Linked DNA regions of Drosophila melanogaster: region 1 is linked to region 2. The links are chromatin contacts, called in public Hi-C maps. All regions are on one chromosome and are shown on one strand. The core of a region is the stretch at or near the end of the contact, and the rest is flanking DNA. Distances in the headings are between cores, read along the strand shown.

Region 1 (7,851 bases), core at 5,106-7,605, 740 kb before region 2:
GCCTTAGATACAATAAAACAATACTTTCACGCGGGTGGCAATGGACTGAAAAAGACCTTTCTCGAAAAGTCGCCCGAGCTTCAGAGTTTACGTTACGCACTCAGTTTATATACACAAATGACCGACACACTAATCAAAACCTTTATATCTAGCCAAGTTCACGAGGGTAAGTGAAACTTAAAGTAATCCTGCATAATGACTGTTGGCATCTTTTTTCTTAAACACTTTTAATTTTAAAATTTTTACAATTTTTGGTAATACATTAATTATAAGTACTTCATTATTACGTTGTCAATTTCGAGAATGCGGCGTCAACTTCTACGTTAGGGTTAAGAAAGTTGAGGATTTTTATTTTATTTCTTATTTGAGAATGTATTTTGCCATTTTTTATCGGTAAACCAAAATTATTTTGACCACGTCCACCCTTTGGGCCATAATCCGCCACCAGCTGTCACACCAAAGACATTACTATTTTTTGCAAACTTGTTTCTTGCTGGCTTTTGAGCTGGTTCTATATTGCGGATAGAGAAATCGGAAGCGTTTTTGTGTTTAAGAGTACTCTAAAGCGTTTCACAATACATCGCTGCATCGGCGATTTCTTCTCTGCACAGCCGATCCAAAAAGAAACCTAGTCAAAGGGAAAGGAATTTGCAGACGATTCTTTTTCTGAGAGACACGCCCCCTTTTTGCGGATTGTCGTGCGATTAAGTTTTTGTGCGTATGAGCGTATGCGATGGTGTTTAAATGCTTAACATTGTCGTAGTGATGAATCGCAGGATAATCCGGTTTATAATTTTCGCTTGTTTTCATACAACTTGAGTGTTTTCTTAACTTTAGAAACATTGGTTTTGCAATATGCAGCCATTGTTCTGAGGGACCCAAAAATCATGCTTGCTCCGCTCGTACCCACCCTAGGGATTTATTTTTCCATATTTTAAAAAATGCTTTAATTTTTTACCTTAAAAATGCTGTCACGCTTTAATGTTTTTATTAGATTATTATATTTATTTGAAAATGTATATCGATATTGAAAAATAAATTTTTAATTTCACCCTCGCATACGCACTAGCCGAGTATCGGGTATCTGATTGTCTAGGAACTCACATATCTTGTTAATTCTATTTTGTTAACTTATTTTCATTACTTATATGTAGTCGATCTAGAAAACTCAGAGGAAAGTGTTGGGGAAATATCCGTGCAAATAGACTTATTTTCCCATCCCGGCACCGGTGAACATAAAGTAAACGTGAAAGGTGAGTTCAAAATATTGCCATTATATATATGCCATTACATTTTTTCCTTTAGTTGTTGCTGCTAATGACCTTAAATGGCAAATACCATCGGGTATGTTCAGACCATTTGTTGACATTAATTTAATAGGACCGCACCTGCAAGAAAAAAAAAGGAAGTTCGCTACAAAGTCGAAGTCTAACAACTGGTCGCCTAAATACAACGAATCTTTCAGCTTGTAAGACCCTTTATCAAAAGGTAAAAAGTTAAATAAATTTTCATAAAATGTTTTACTTATACCAGCACCATTGGAAATGAGGAGCAGCTGGACTTCTTTGAATTGCACATTTGCGTTAAGGACTATTGTTTTGCTCGTGATGACCGACTTGTGGGCGTGGCTGTAATTCCATTAAAAGATATATCGGAAAAGGTATGCAGTACTAATAACATATTACGAGAGTAATAAAGTACATTTATGTGTATTATGAATAATAGGGATCGGTCGCATGCTGGTTACCCTTAATGAGACGAATTGAAATGGACGAAACGGGCTGGACCATTTTAAGAATTTTGTCACAGCGAAATAATGATGAAGTGGCCAAGGAATTTGTCAAGCTTAAATCGGAAATACGGCAGGAGCCAACCATGGGTACATAAACCGGGCACATCGTACTACCAAATCCTCAAAACTTCAACAATATTAAATACAACATAACATTGTTTAATTGGACAAAACAACTTTATTTGAATTTATTCTTTGGACAGGTTTTTATTACAAGAAATCCTAGGCAACAATGCTAGTTGAAGAAATCATGCATAATATATGAATATAAATATATATCTAAACTTAAAGTATGATAAAAAAATATGTATATGTCTGGTCAGGTATACAGAAATAATACGTTTATTAGGTTAAATATTTATGTTTTAAGCAACTTTAAAATGCGCACCCACACACTTGCAAAAAAAAATTGTAATATTTCTGTCTTTTGGCACTTGTACATTTGTACATAATGCAGGGCAGTCACTGAATTAGTTATTTTTAAATTCATTATCATCTGTACATTCTAAACTCACAACACGCACATTCCTATTTATGTAAATAAGTACCTGTATAATAATTAATTGGTAATTCTTGAACAAATTTGTTAAAGATTCTTCACATAAGTCCATGTGAATCTTTATTTTTTTCTATTGCAATAAAATAAAGTATATTACGTAAATCGTGGAAATAATAATTAACATGTTAAGATGATCCTTAAGCAAACCTCTAAATGTGGATGTGCAGGTCTTCATAGTATGGAAGTAATATCTTTAATATAACTTTAATTTATATTTATTTATTTATATTTATATTTATATTTAAGTGTGTCTCAGTAGGGGCTAAATAATTCTAAACTAGCTCTGGGGGCGTAAAGTAATAGATGCAGACACCAGCTTAGGTTTTGTTGAGCCGGTAGCTTATCCAAAAGGACGAAAAGTCTCATAAATCGTATGGCACATTGTAATACTTGAAGAGGTCTTGGCTTTATCCTTGTCAAATGCTAACCCAATGAGTTGGGCCCTCAATAATTAATAAAAGTTCTAAAAACGAGCACAATAACAATACAACACATATATCTCCTTCTTGTTGTGAATTTTAATTCTGTCGAGCATGCCGAGTGTGTATATATTTGGACTTATAACTTTAGAGTAATTAAATGCTTAAACAAGAATAATAACAAAAATGTATGTATTTATACACGTTCCTCGTAGAGTAAATTCGTTGAAAAGTATGTAACAGGCGGAAGGAAGCATTTCCGATTATATAAAGTATATATATTCTTGATCAGGATCAATAGCCGAGTCAATGTAGCCATGTCCATATGTCCGTATGAACGTCGAGGTTTTTTCTAGTCTAACGCCTTGAAGCCGCCGAACCAGTCACTCCCACAATTTGGAAAATTTTTAAAATTTTTTTTCATTTTATTTCCCAAAATCTATTGATATACCGAAAAATGATGAAATTTTGCGTTCGCATTCACACTTGCTGAGTAACGGGTACTCGGGGTACTCGATTATAGCATAGCATTCTCTCTGGTTTTTTACTAAACATTTATTTCATTTTAAAGTGCAGTCTTTAAAAATAAAATAATAAATAGCTTCTGTTTGCAAAATAATATAAACACACATTTATATATGTATTCCATATGAATGTCAAAATCAGTTGCTAGAATTTGTAAGCTAGAATGTAGCAGAAAGCTAGCTAAGTTCCCCGAACTTCCTTCCTTACACGAAAAAAAAAAAATTAAAAATGAGTTTAAAGTGCCTTAATAATTTAACCATTTTCAATATAATTTCAATATAATTCTAGAATTATAAACAAACTTAAACTTCACAACACAAAAAAATTGGACACTTAAAGTCTACGTCAACTCTACATTACACATATTTTTTATAAAACCTTTTTAATATCTAACAGCTTTACCCTCGTAACTTTATCTTTTCACTATTCATTTTTTTTGTCAATAGATACTTTGAAATAAATACTTACATATATTTTAATATTTATACTTTATTTAATGAGAATTTCGTCCGTAACGTTGATCTTTATTTCACGTATTTGGCAGCACTTACAACGGAGTATTTTACAACACTTTTTAAGTAGAGCAATTATTTCCAAATGATCCGACCTAAGACAAAACTTAACTAACAAATTCTATTTCGCAAAACCACATAAGAAAAAAAAATTTATTTTTTGGTTAAAATGTTATTCATATTAAATTGTGCAGGCCTCCGAGCAGGAAACTGCTCAGTATCGAGACCAAAATTTCATGTCATAAAACTTAACGGTAACAGCAAAATCTAACATTCCGTAGAGTTTAATTTAAATTCAATACACTAAATATCACAGAATGTATGTGCCATTCATTTCCCTGCTTATCCTGAGTAAGAACTGAACATACTTCTCGAAGGTATTCCCTCATTATCCTCGTTTCTTTCGGACGACCTACGTGATGAATATCCTTCAAAAATCATCTAGCAAAACAGCCTGTAGCGGCGTTCATTGAAAATGTTCGTTTCCGTGAGCTATGGGCACCTACACGATATATATAGAAAATTCTTGCCTACTATTTATTTTACGTGGGGCGTGTCGTTTGAATAGAGACCTCAAATTGATATATCTACGAGGCTATTTTTCGTAGAAATCGCGTCTTAGCCCACCACCCTATGAGCGCTTCGGTGCGACTGTATATATTTGGGAGCTCCCACACATGATTAGATTTCCTTTCTGTACTGTGAAGGAGACAGTAATCCGTTACTACTCCATAATATCAAGGACACCATGTTATTGTTCAAATGTTTAAAAATGTTTAAAAATTCAAAATTCATGTTTATTTAAATATTTTTAACACCTACACCATATGCATATCATTCGATTTCTGGAGGCATACTAGTAATCTTATAATTCTAGTCCATGATCTAATATTATAGCACAATAAAGCTAAATTAAATAACTACTTCCATTCTTAATATATTTATCTTTTTTGTATCATGGCGACTTCAGCGTGCCGAACTTCACTATTTTCTTAACAAAATTAATAGTTCAGAAATTTAGCTTAAACCATAGAATTATATGGGGATTCAATCAACTCTAATCTGGATAACCGTCCCATTGTTACTTATGAGGTTCAAATTTAATATATATTTATTTGTCTTTATCTTGCACTTAATGGGAACCAACATCAGGCTTACATATTATGCACTCACCCTGTCGTTGTAACTGTGTTGAAGGCCTTTCCACGTTGGTTAACGACGTACTGTAGGAGATTATATGTATAAAGTTTAACTGCCTTAGAAGCCGTTTTCATCCTTGCCGAGATAACGAGAAGCCTCGCCTACTGCTCGCCATTCCTTCTCATACTCCTAACTTGGAGCAGGCTGAGATCCTGCTGTTGCAATGATATTTTTTCCCCCACACGCAGGAACGCTCAGAACGGGTGCAACTGACTTTAGGTCTCGTTACGAAGTCTGCGTTTTTGGTTTACATTTTGAAATGACCCTTACGCTAAATTAAAAGCATTATAAGCGATGCGTTAAGCGCCCGATCTGGGAACAGTGCCAAAATTTCAGATGTACTCACTGCCTCGAAACGTGGTAAAGATTAAGATCGCTCGAGCTTCGCTGTTATACGATTAAGGTATCCGAAAATCCTTCAGAACATGGGCATCAGCGTTATGGGCGTCATATCGTTTTCAGACAAATCACATGCACCATTGGCGATTTTCGTTTCCAATATCTGGGCGTTCATACGTACGAACAGACAGTTATACAAAAGACAAAAGGGGTGCGTATACATCGCAGCAAATTTTTGACACATACCCCTCACTTCATGACTTATGTAAAAAGACCAAAATAATCACAAACCAGGTATTCATTTTGGATCAAACCAGACAAACGTGGTTATGAAAACGGTTATGAAAATAATGTAACCATATTAAAATTTATATATATATATATAAATATATATATCCACTACTATATATATATATATATATATATATTTAAATATATACATTTGTATTTATATATTTATTCAAAATAAACTAATACATCGTTTACTTACACTTTACTATTTCTACTGTTATGTTATAATACTGAAAAACTTGAACTTGAAATGAAAATCGACTGCTTGTTAAATATAAAATTATTAACAATTCCGAAAGACTAAGTTTCAATACAAAGCTAACAACAAGGTAGGAATCTAGCTTTGGCAGTGATAATAATTAAATAATAATATTAAAGCAAGAATTCCCGTTACTCAACTTAAAGAAAAAAATCAACACATAGTTAGTGGTCGTGGAAACATCGTCTGCGTCTATATCTATAGAATCAGCATGCTTTAAGTTCTAGTTCTTATAGTTCCTGAAAGCGAGACGTTCTTACAGACAGACGGATTGGTTGATTTAAAGATTGACACTTATGCATTCTCTAAATCCCGGTGCTTGATGTTGCAATGTGAAGACAAGGGTGATGTATCTGTCAACTAGTAGTAGTGGAGCTAGTGTATAAGAAGCAAAAGTGGCAAGAATACCCCTGTGCTAAATTAAATTGGAAGCTTGACATATCGCAAGACGGCCACGCTGGCCTTGCTCTATCTTATGTTGGCGTTGGTATTTTAAGATATCTCGGTGGTACGTGTAAGTTGAATATTTTTACGAAATTCAATTTAAAAAATTTTTTTAGGATGTGCAGTTATAGTGGCTTGATTTTATTAAGATTACCAGAAGAATTAACTAAACAATCTTTAAAATAAAACACACCCGCCCAGTGTGATAAAGTCACACAAATCAAAAATTTGTACATACATCACTGTGTGTCTGTATGCGTCCAGATACTTACGAATTTTTTTTACCTTTTAGATCTATATTAGTTCTATTAGTTCTATATTTCAAACATGAAAGCTCGAATCAGACATTTCAATTCTATAAACATGTTAATTTTAATGTGTGATGAGGGTGCATGTGTATTTCGCGTTCGTGTGTGACAATCAGTTTGATATTTTAGGTTAGGTTTCTGTGTTGCTTTTATATTATATTATTTTACTTTTACTATCCATTCTGTAAAGCTCTGGTAAGTTTTTTTTTATCACTAGTTCTTAACTAAGCTTTAAAATAAATCCTTTGTTGTACTGTTTGCTTTGAAAAAGACTTGAAGCTGTTTGCTTTATTTATAGAACTTGAACTGTTTGAAAAATAAACAATTGTGCACAGAATCATAAAGCCATTAGGAGTTTAACAAAAACACTGAAAATTTGATTTCATTGCCTTTCTTACAAATAAATCAACCAAAAACTTTTTTGAACTTATTGTCAGCATAACATTAAACAAGAGGCAAATAAAAATGACAGATTCAATGAAATTTGGCCCGGAATGGTTGCGCAATATGTCAGCCGAGCCTTCGGGCTCTCCCAGTACCTACAACGTTGGTAATGCAGCTCAAAACAATTCGATTGGAGGGCACAACCTGGGAAACAACACGGCGGCATCCGCTTCCCGTAATCTATTTCCAGAATACCGGTACGGACGCGAGGAAATGCTGTCCTTGTTCGATCGGAACTGCCTACTGCCGCAGATCCTGCCATCGTTCAAAAAGCTCTTCGTGGAAAAGGTTCAGTGCCCTCTTGCACTGACACCGAGCTCCGAGGAGGACATCAACCAAAACTCACTTGGCAATAACGTATGTGAAGTAATTTGACATGAGTTTTAGAACATAATTTACTTTTCTTTGAAACTAGTCTCGTCCTGCCTGGTTGCAGCGCTCGCCCAGTGGATTTGGTAGTGCCTCCCGAGGCTCTGGACGTGGTGGAACCGTTGACCGGGGACGGATGCGCGGAAAATCGGCCTATCATCCGATATACCAACGCCCAAGCGGTCTATATGATGAAAGCTTATCGGTTATATCAAAGGTAATTGCAAATACGAACTAAATAAGGAAGTACGATTAGTTGTTGATTTTTTCTGCCAGGCCGAACGCACATGGAGCGACCGCAACGGAACTGGAGATTCTGCGGCAACCACCACCTCCACTAGTGGCTCTGGTGCTCTAGATTGGAATGGAACTCCAAGCTCAAGTCCTCGA
Region 2 (7,046 bases), core at 968-3,467:
CCATACATAGGTACAAATATACACATGTACTTTATTTACCTATTGTCATAACACTGAACTAATGCTGTATCTGTAATCATTTAACTTTTATTTTTTGTTGAAAATTCAGCAGTTGATACATAAGACATGCAACTGAAAATTCTTCTTTTTCTGAAATACAATTCAGGAATTCACTACGAGAAGGAATATTAATCAGCATATATGTATATAGTATATAGTCAATTTAGTATTTTAATTACATTTATTTATTGTTTTCCTGAGAAATGATTAAAATTTATGCATAGACTCAATTGATCCAAGTCATTCAAAGCCATCTTCAACGCTCGAGCTGCAATTCATTATTATGTATCCTAAGCTTTATACTAAAGAAGAGATTATAGTGTAGCTCGCGTATATTCGGTAGAATTTAATATATCACATATATATATATATGTATATATATATATATATATATATATATATATCATATATAAGCATAGGGCAAACACACGAAAACAGATATTCTAATAAGAATATTGTTTGTAATTATAATGGTAATATAAATGATTCAATGTAGACAGTTTGCACAATTTACGATGTTTATTTTAATAAAACAGATGTTCTAGACCAGAATCAGATTTTTACGAATGTGCTCTGTGGGATGGGCTACGACACCAAATTGTCCTTCTTGACCTTACGACTTACAGAAATGTGCTATACAAGAAAAATGGATTTATAAAATGGAATAATATGAACGTCTTGATCTCAGGAACTATAAAAGCTAGAAGGTTGAGATAAAGCATACAGATTCTAGACATAGACGCAGTGCAAGTTTGTTGCACCATATTGGCACGCCCACAAACCGCCCTAAACTGCCACGCCCACAAAGCGCCCTAAACTGCCACGCCTATACATTTGAAAAATGTTTTCGAATTATTCTCTGTCTTCTAAATTTCTATCGATTTGCCTTATAACTTTTTGCCACGCCCACACTTTTGCAAAATGTTAGGATATTTTTTCATATTAATATTTTGTCTTGTAAATTTCTATTAACATGACGAAAAAAATTTTTTTTACGTACACTCTAGAGCCGTAAAACCGCCCAAAACTGCCCCGCCCAAATTTTTTAAAAATGTTTGCGAATGTTTTACAGTTTTGTTAGTCTTGTAAATTTCTATCGCTTTGCAAACAATTTTTTGCAACGGCTTAGAGTTTACGACCTAATACCGTCCAAAACTACCATACCCACAATTTTGAGAAATGATTTAATTTTTTTGCAGTTTCTATCGATATTTAAAAAACAATATGTCAACCCACGCCCACTCTGACACCAAAAAGATGCCCAAATATATCCCGTTAACACCTTAGAGCATTAAAATTAATTTTTTACCCCAATTTCTTCCGATAAAAAATCATTTTGAAAATTGTCAGTATCACTTGAACTAGCTGAGCAACGGGTATCTGATAGTCGGGAGAGTCGACTATAGCGTTGTCTCTTGCTTTTAACTTATTTCCCTTAGAATGTTTTTTAATATAACAATAACATTTCCGAGAATTTCTAAGGCAGGCTCAGGTATTTGTAATAATTTTTTGGACTTCGATTTGGCCAAAATCTTATGATTGAAATGTTTGCTATCGGAATCTTAATTAAACAGTGAACAGCTGGCTAAGCTCTTTTCACATATTTTCTGGAAGCGTCCGCCTCTTCACAGTTTTATTTCCCATTTTCGCAATTATTTTCTTTACTGCACTTTAACCATTTATGTGATAAAATTAAAACGCATAATTTACAAAGAACCCTATCGCCCCCCTTAAATTAATGATTGAATTCTTCTATAATTTATAAGTTTTTTTTACTCTCCTATTTCGTTTTACTAACTGTATGGCAAACTTCCTGATAGCTTTTTGCGACCTTATTATCAACCCTTTGCCAAATCGAAAATTTTGCTTGTAAAATCTGAGTTGGGGTCAGAAATCAATTTTTTTTAAATAACTAAGGGGCAGAGTGATCTTGTGATGATGTGGCATAAACATCAATAGTCCAATGAGTAAACTATTTTATCCTAAGTAAATAAGATCTGCTTTGATATAAAAAAGGCACTTCGGCCAAAGTGCACATTTTACAAATCGAAAAAATTTTATAAATTCGAAAACCGGACCACCGACCTTGCGATTTCAAATCGAAATCCTAAAATTCTTAGAATTCGATTACCGGAGCATGCGCGTATAATAAAATCCTTTATAATAATGCAACAGCAGCACTGGTTGCGTAAATGGAATTTTGATATGGTAGGAAAACGATATAAAAAGTTTATACCTATCGAACTATTTTTGGTAATAAGCCGTCTGAACATTCTATGTAAATACATATAACACTGTCTATATATATCAATTCTTAATAATTGGTCAACATCTTAGTAATATTTATTTCTGTTAACTAAGATAAACTTTTCTTGATTCCTGTCCTTTTTATTGTGCTTTTAAAATAGTGATAAGCTATAAATACAGTAAAAATATGAAACGAAATTTATTGTAGGCTTAAAGGAATATAAATATGCATTTATATATCATATACTAATTGCGTGAATTTTACATACCTAAAAAATCTTTTTATTTGTATGAAAACTTTTTTTTTAATATTTAGGCCATTATATTAAATTATGACGCTTGGTGATGTACGAGTTGAGAACAAAATACAAACAAGAAGTGAAACCTGTGCTATCAATGGAATGGCTTTAGACAACAAGAATGGAATCATAAAACAGGTAATATTTATGCGGGTTACTACTATTCTATGTTGTCAAAAATACATTTATGGGGTTAAATTTAGTGATGTACGTATATGTATGTACATACATTCGTATATGGGCGTTTCCAGTAAATTAATACTCATTGCCAAAATAATTGGCAGATGCCATGTATGTATATGTATATGAATGTATTAATTTTTACATTTGTATAGTATACTCCTATGCATATTCACATACTGAGTAAACGAAAAATAATTATACCCATTAATCGTACCATTTTATAATACATATGTATACAAATATTTATGATTTAGATAATAAGCCGAGTCGATCTGGACATGTCCGTATAATGAGCTGTAATCTCGGGAACTAGCATTCCAAGCAAGCATATTTGATTCTTGGAACGTACATACATAAGTACATACACCTCTATTTCGTGCATTTTCTATTGAATTTTAGATTTCTTATTTGGGACATCGATCAGTTTTAAAACTGTATTTTCTTAGTTTGCATACTAGATTCATTGAAAAGTATGTAAGAGGTACAAATAAGCGTTTCCGGCCATACATATAAAGAATATATATTCTTGATCAGAATAAATAGCCAGAGTCGATCTTTTCCTGTCCATCCGTTTGTCCGTATGAACGTATCAATCTCAGGAACTATAAAATCTGGACTGTTGAGGCTAAGCATGCAGATTCCACAGCCGCATCGCAAGTTTGTTTCCAAAATTGCCACGCCCTCTAACGCCCACAAACCGGGCAAAAACTGTCAACCCCACACTTTTATAAAATATTTTGATATATTTTCATATATTTATTGGTTTTGAAAATTTCTATCGATTTGCCAAAAAACTTTTTGCCACGCCCACTCTAACGCCCTAAAGCCGCCAAACCGGAAATGCCTGTCAATGAATTGAGTTTTGAAGTAGTTCATCTGATTTATTATAATCAACATTTGGAAAAATCTGTCACGGAATTGTCAGAAATGTTTTCTGCATCGCGGAGAACAATTTATAACGTAATTAATCGCGTAATTAATTATAACGTCAGATTGGAATCAAACTGTGGAACAGGACGTAAAAGTAAAATTTAAGTCTCAGTCTAATAAGTCTAAGATAGCTTAAGTACTTTGTGCAAAGAATTTCTTGACAGTGTCAAATCTACGCAAACTTGGATTCAGTTGTTTTTCTCGTTCAGTGACAGAAAATATAACTTATTTTCATTGTCCAAACAATTTCTTGACAAACTGTACATCGATATCCCGGAAAATTATGAAAATTATGAAATTTTCAGTAGTTGAGTAACGGGTATCTGATAGTCGGGAAACTCGACTATAGCACTTTCTCTTGTTATTACCTCGCTAAGTGTTTCCAGTCGGAAGTCGAATTATTCCGGAACACAATGTTTCATAAGTATTTCTTTTGCCGGGGATGATACTCTCATACTCAGGAAGACTGCTATTGAGTGCTTTTAAAGAGTACACAAAGAATATTAATAACAAAAGTTTAATAAATATTTTCTTTTATATTTTATTTAACTACAAGCCTACATCTACACAATATCATATATAACAGTGATGGGAATAAATAATATAGAAATGTTAAACATATAACTATTAATATACTATTAATATTATGAAGATGCAGATATGAACATGGAAGCCTTCCATTTAATTCTTTTACCAAGCTTTACTGTTGGAAAAGGAAATTTCTTCGATGTTCTGTGAAAAAAGAAAGACGCTGTAATACTTATGTTTTTCCTCGATACGTTCTCGAACTTCCGACTGAATTTATCTTTGATATCCGAAATTTTTAAAGGAAAAAAGATATATTAATTTCCATATTAGTGTACTTTATTGACATTACCAAATTTCATCCCCATATAAAAATCGAATGCAGGTATTGCATTGAAAAGTATGAATTGAAGTATGAAAAGTATTGAAAAGTATGAAAAGCATTTGAAAATAACAACAGATATACCTGTTACTCAGCTAGTGGAAGTGAGAACGCGAAATTTCATATTTTTTCTGCGTGGCAAAATGTTTTTTTAGTTAATGGCTAAAAATTTTCAAGACTATTTAGATTATGAAAAAGATCAAAATATTTTTCAAAAGGGTTTTCGTGACAGGTTTGAGAGGTTTGTGATCGTTATAGCAAAAATAAAGCAAAAATTGTTTCGCCAAATGAATACAAATTTACAAGACTAATAAAAATATGAAAACATATCTAAACATTTTTCAGAAGTGTGGGCGTGGCAGTTTTAGTCGGTTTGTGGTCGTTAGAGAGGCTGAATGTTTTTTGGCATATCGATAGAAATTTACACAACCAATACAAAAATCAAAAAACATTTTTTTTGAGGTTTTTGGGCGTTAGAATTGGCGTGGCAAAAAGTTGTTTGGAAAATCGATAGAAATGCTTAATCTCAACCTACTATCTTTAATAGTACCTGAGATCTCGACGTTCATACGGACGGAAAGACAGACAGGGCTTTTGATTCTGATAAAAAATATATATACTTCATATAGTTGGAAACACTCCATTCTGTTTGTTTTATACTTTTGAACGAATCATCTCTTTTTCTACGAGTAACGGGTGTAAAAAGCAGTCGAGGCTAATATGTATTTCATTTCGTTAACCTATATAGATTTCAAATATCCGTTTCCTATACATACAGCTGCGGTTAAAATAATAGCACTACTGCAGGTCGAAAGTTGATTTCCTAAAAAAAATTATTAAATGTCGGCAAGGCAAGAAGGAGCCTTTTAAGCCGGTGACGGAACTGAAGAACGAGCTTCAGATAGCTGAAAGCGTGGAAACTGTTGGCAAACGCTTAGGACAAAACAACCTTAATGCGTGCAGCCCAAGAAAAGTCCCGCTTTTGACTGTTAAGCATATGGCAAAGCGAATCGAATATGCCAAGATTTCCAAGGACTGGCCTGTGGAGAAGTGGCACAACATTTTGTGGTCAGATGAGACCAAAATTGTCTTGTTTGGTGGGAAAGGCTTCTGGTCTTATGTTCGGCGTCCACCACGAACTGAATATAATCCTCGCTTCACCTTTAAGGCGGTAAAGTACGGGGGATCGAACATAATGGTATGGGCGTGCTTTTCATACTATGGAGTAGGTCCGATCCATTAGATTCAAAGCATCATGGATCAGCACATTTACACAGATATCCTGGAAAATGTGATGCTGCCATATGCCAGGGATGAAATGCCGTTGGTTTGGACATTTCAACAGGATAACGACTCAAAACACACGAGCAAGAAAGCTTGAAAGTGGTTAGAGCAGAAATCGACCCGAGGAACGAACTGGCCTGCTCAGTCACCCGACTTGAATCCAATCGAAAACCTTTGGGCGGACGTGAAAAAAAGGTTTCTGAAGCCAAACCCAATAATAACGATGATCTTTGGGGTCTGGTCAAGGATCCATGGAGCAAAATTCCTCAATAACGGCGCCAGGACTTGGTGGACTCCATGCGAGGACGATGCGCGGCTGTCATTGCCAACAAAGGTCACGCAACCAAATATTAAGATTCTTTAAACATAGTTCTTAAGATATAATCCATTTGTTGAATTATTTTTTTTATTTTTTTGGTTAGTTTTAGCAAACTACGAGAAGCAGTGCTATTATTGTTACCGCCTGAATTTGAAGGTTTTTTTTGTTTAACCAATTATTTTTAAAATATCCATTAAATCTGTTACTAATTTTTTTATTTCGATTGAAAATCATTTTAGTATTTAAGTTTAGTGAGTAAAATGATGAAAAAGTGTCAGAAAATAGAGAAACGCTGGGACAAACACGAAATGTGCTTATGGTGCTATTATTGTTACCGCAACTGTAAATCTATTCTATTCTATCTAAAATCCTTTCCTAACTGCCAAATGATCATACAAGATATGAATCAGATAAAATTGTCTTACCTTAATATCACGATGGACGACACCTTGTTCATGCACATACAATCAACCGCTTCTTGTATCTGTCTTGTCCTGGAGCCTGGAGCCAGCTCTAGAGCCACCAGCCCGAAAAAAACCGTGTGCAAGAAAATCGTATGGCGTTACGGATCTTGTTATTAAATTCAACTTGATTTAGAACTAACTTAGTTTTTCATTTTAATGTGTTAATTAGGGCCTAATACTTTGTTGTATAGCCTTTTTAGCCAGCACAGCCTTACACCTGCGTGAGTTCACCAGGTCCTGGCAACGTTTGGGGGGAATTTTCAACCATGCATCCTGCACAACTTGCCAAAGCTGAGCCTTAGATGTCCTGGAGTTCTTCGACACATACTGTTTTATGCTCCCCCACATGGTTT

The links. Hi-C and Micro-C count contacts between places; a contact is called where the count stands out from the background.
Region 1: a contact with region 2 is called in a Hi-C map of the Kc167 cell line, with 3 times the contacts expected there. The contact joins the promoter of Gyf here to the promoter of Ank in region 2. A contact is called at or near these places in 17 of 107 Hi-C or Micro-C datasets (the Clone 8 cell line, the Kc167 cell line, the PNm cell line and 7 more).

Annotation. Positions count from the first base shown.
Region 1 is chr4:865,529-873,379 of dm6, reverse strand. It overlaps Gyf (Gigyf), which reads left to right and starts at 6,355. Exons shown (of 10, transcript NM_001169357.4): 1 at 6,355-6,404; 2 at 7,086-7,449; 3 at 7,508-7,678; 4 at 7,738-7,851. The coding sequence starts at 7,114. unc-13 (unc-13,) reads left to right here. Exons shown (of 28, transcript NM_001297788.1): 24 at 1-166; 25 at 1,155-1,253; 26 at 1,306-1,468; 27 at 1,534-1,660; 28 at 1,726-2,450. The coding sequence ends at 1,887. It also overlaps asRNA:CR43425.
Region 2 is chr4:125,020-132,065 of dm6, reverse strand. Ank (Ankyrin) reads left to right here and starts at 2,217. Exons shown (of 12, transcript NM_001169348.2): 1 at 2,217-2,268; 2 at 2,624-2,744. The coding sequence starts at 2,640.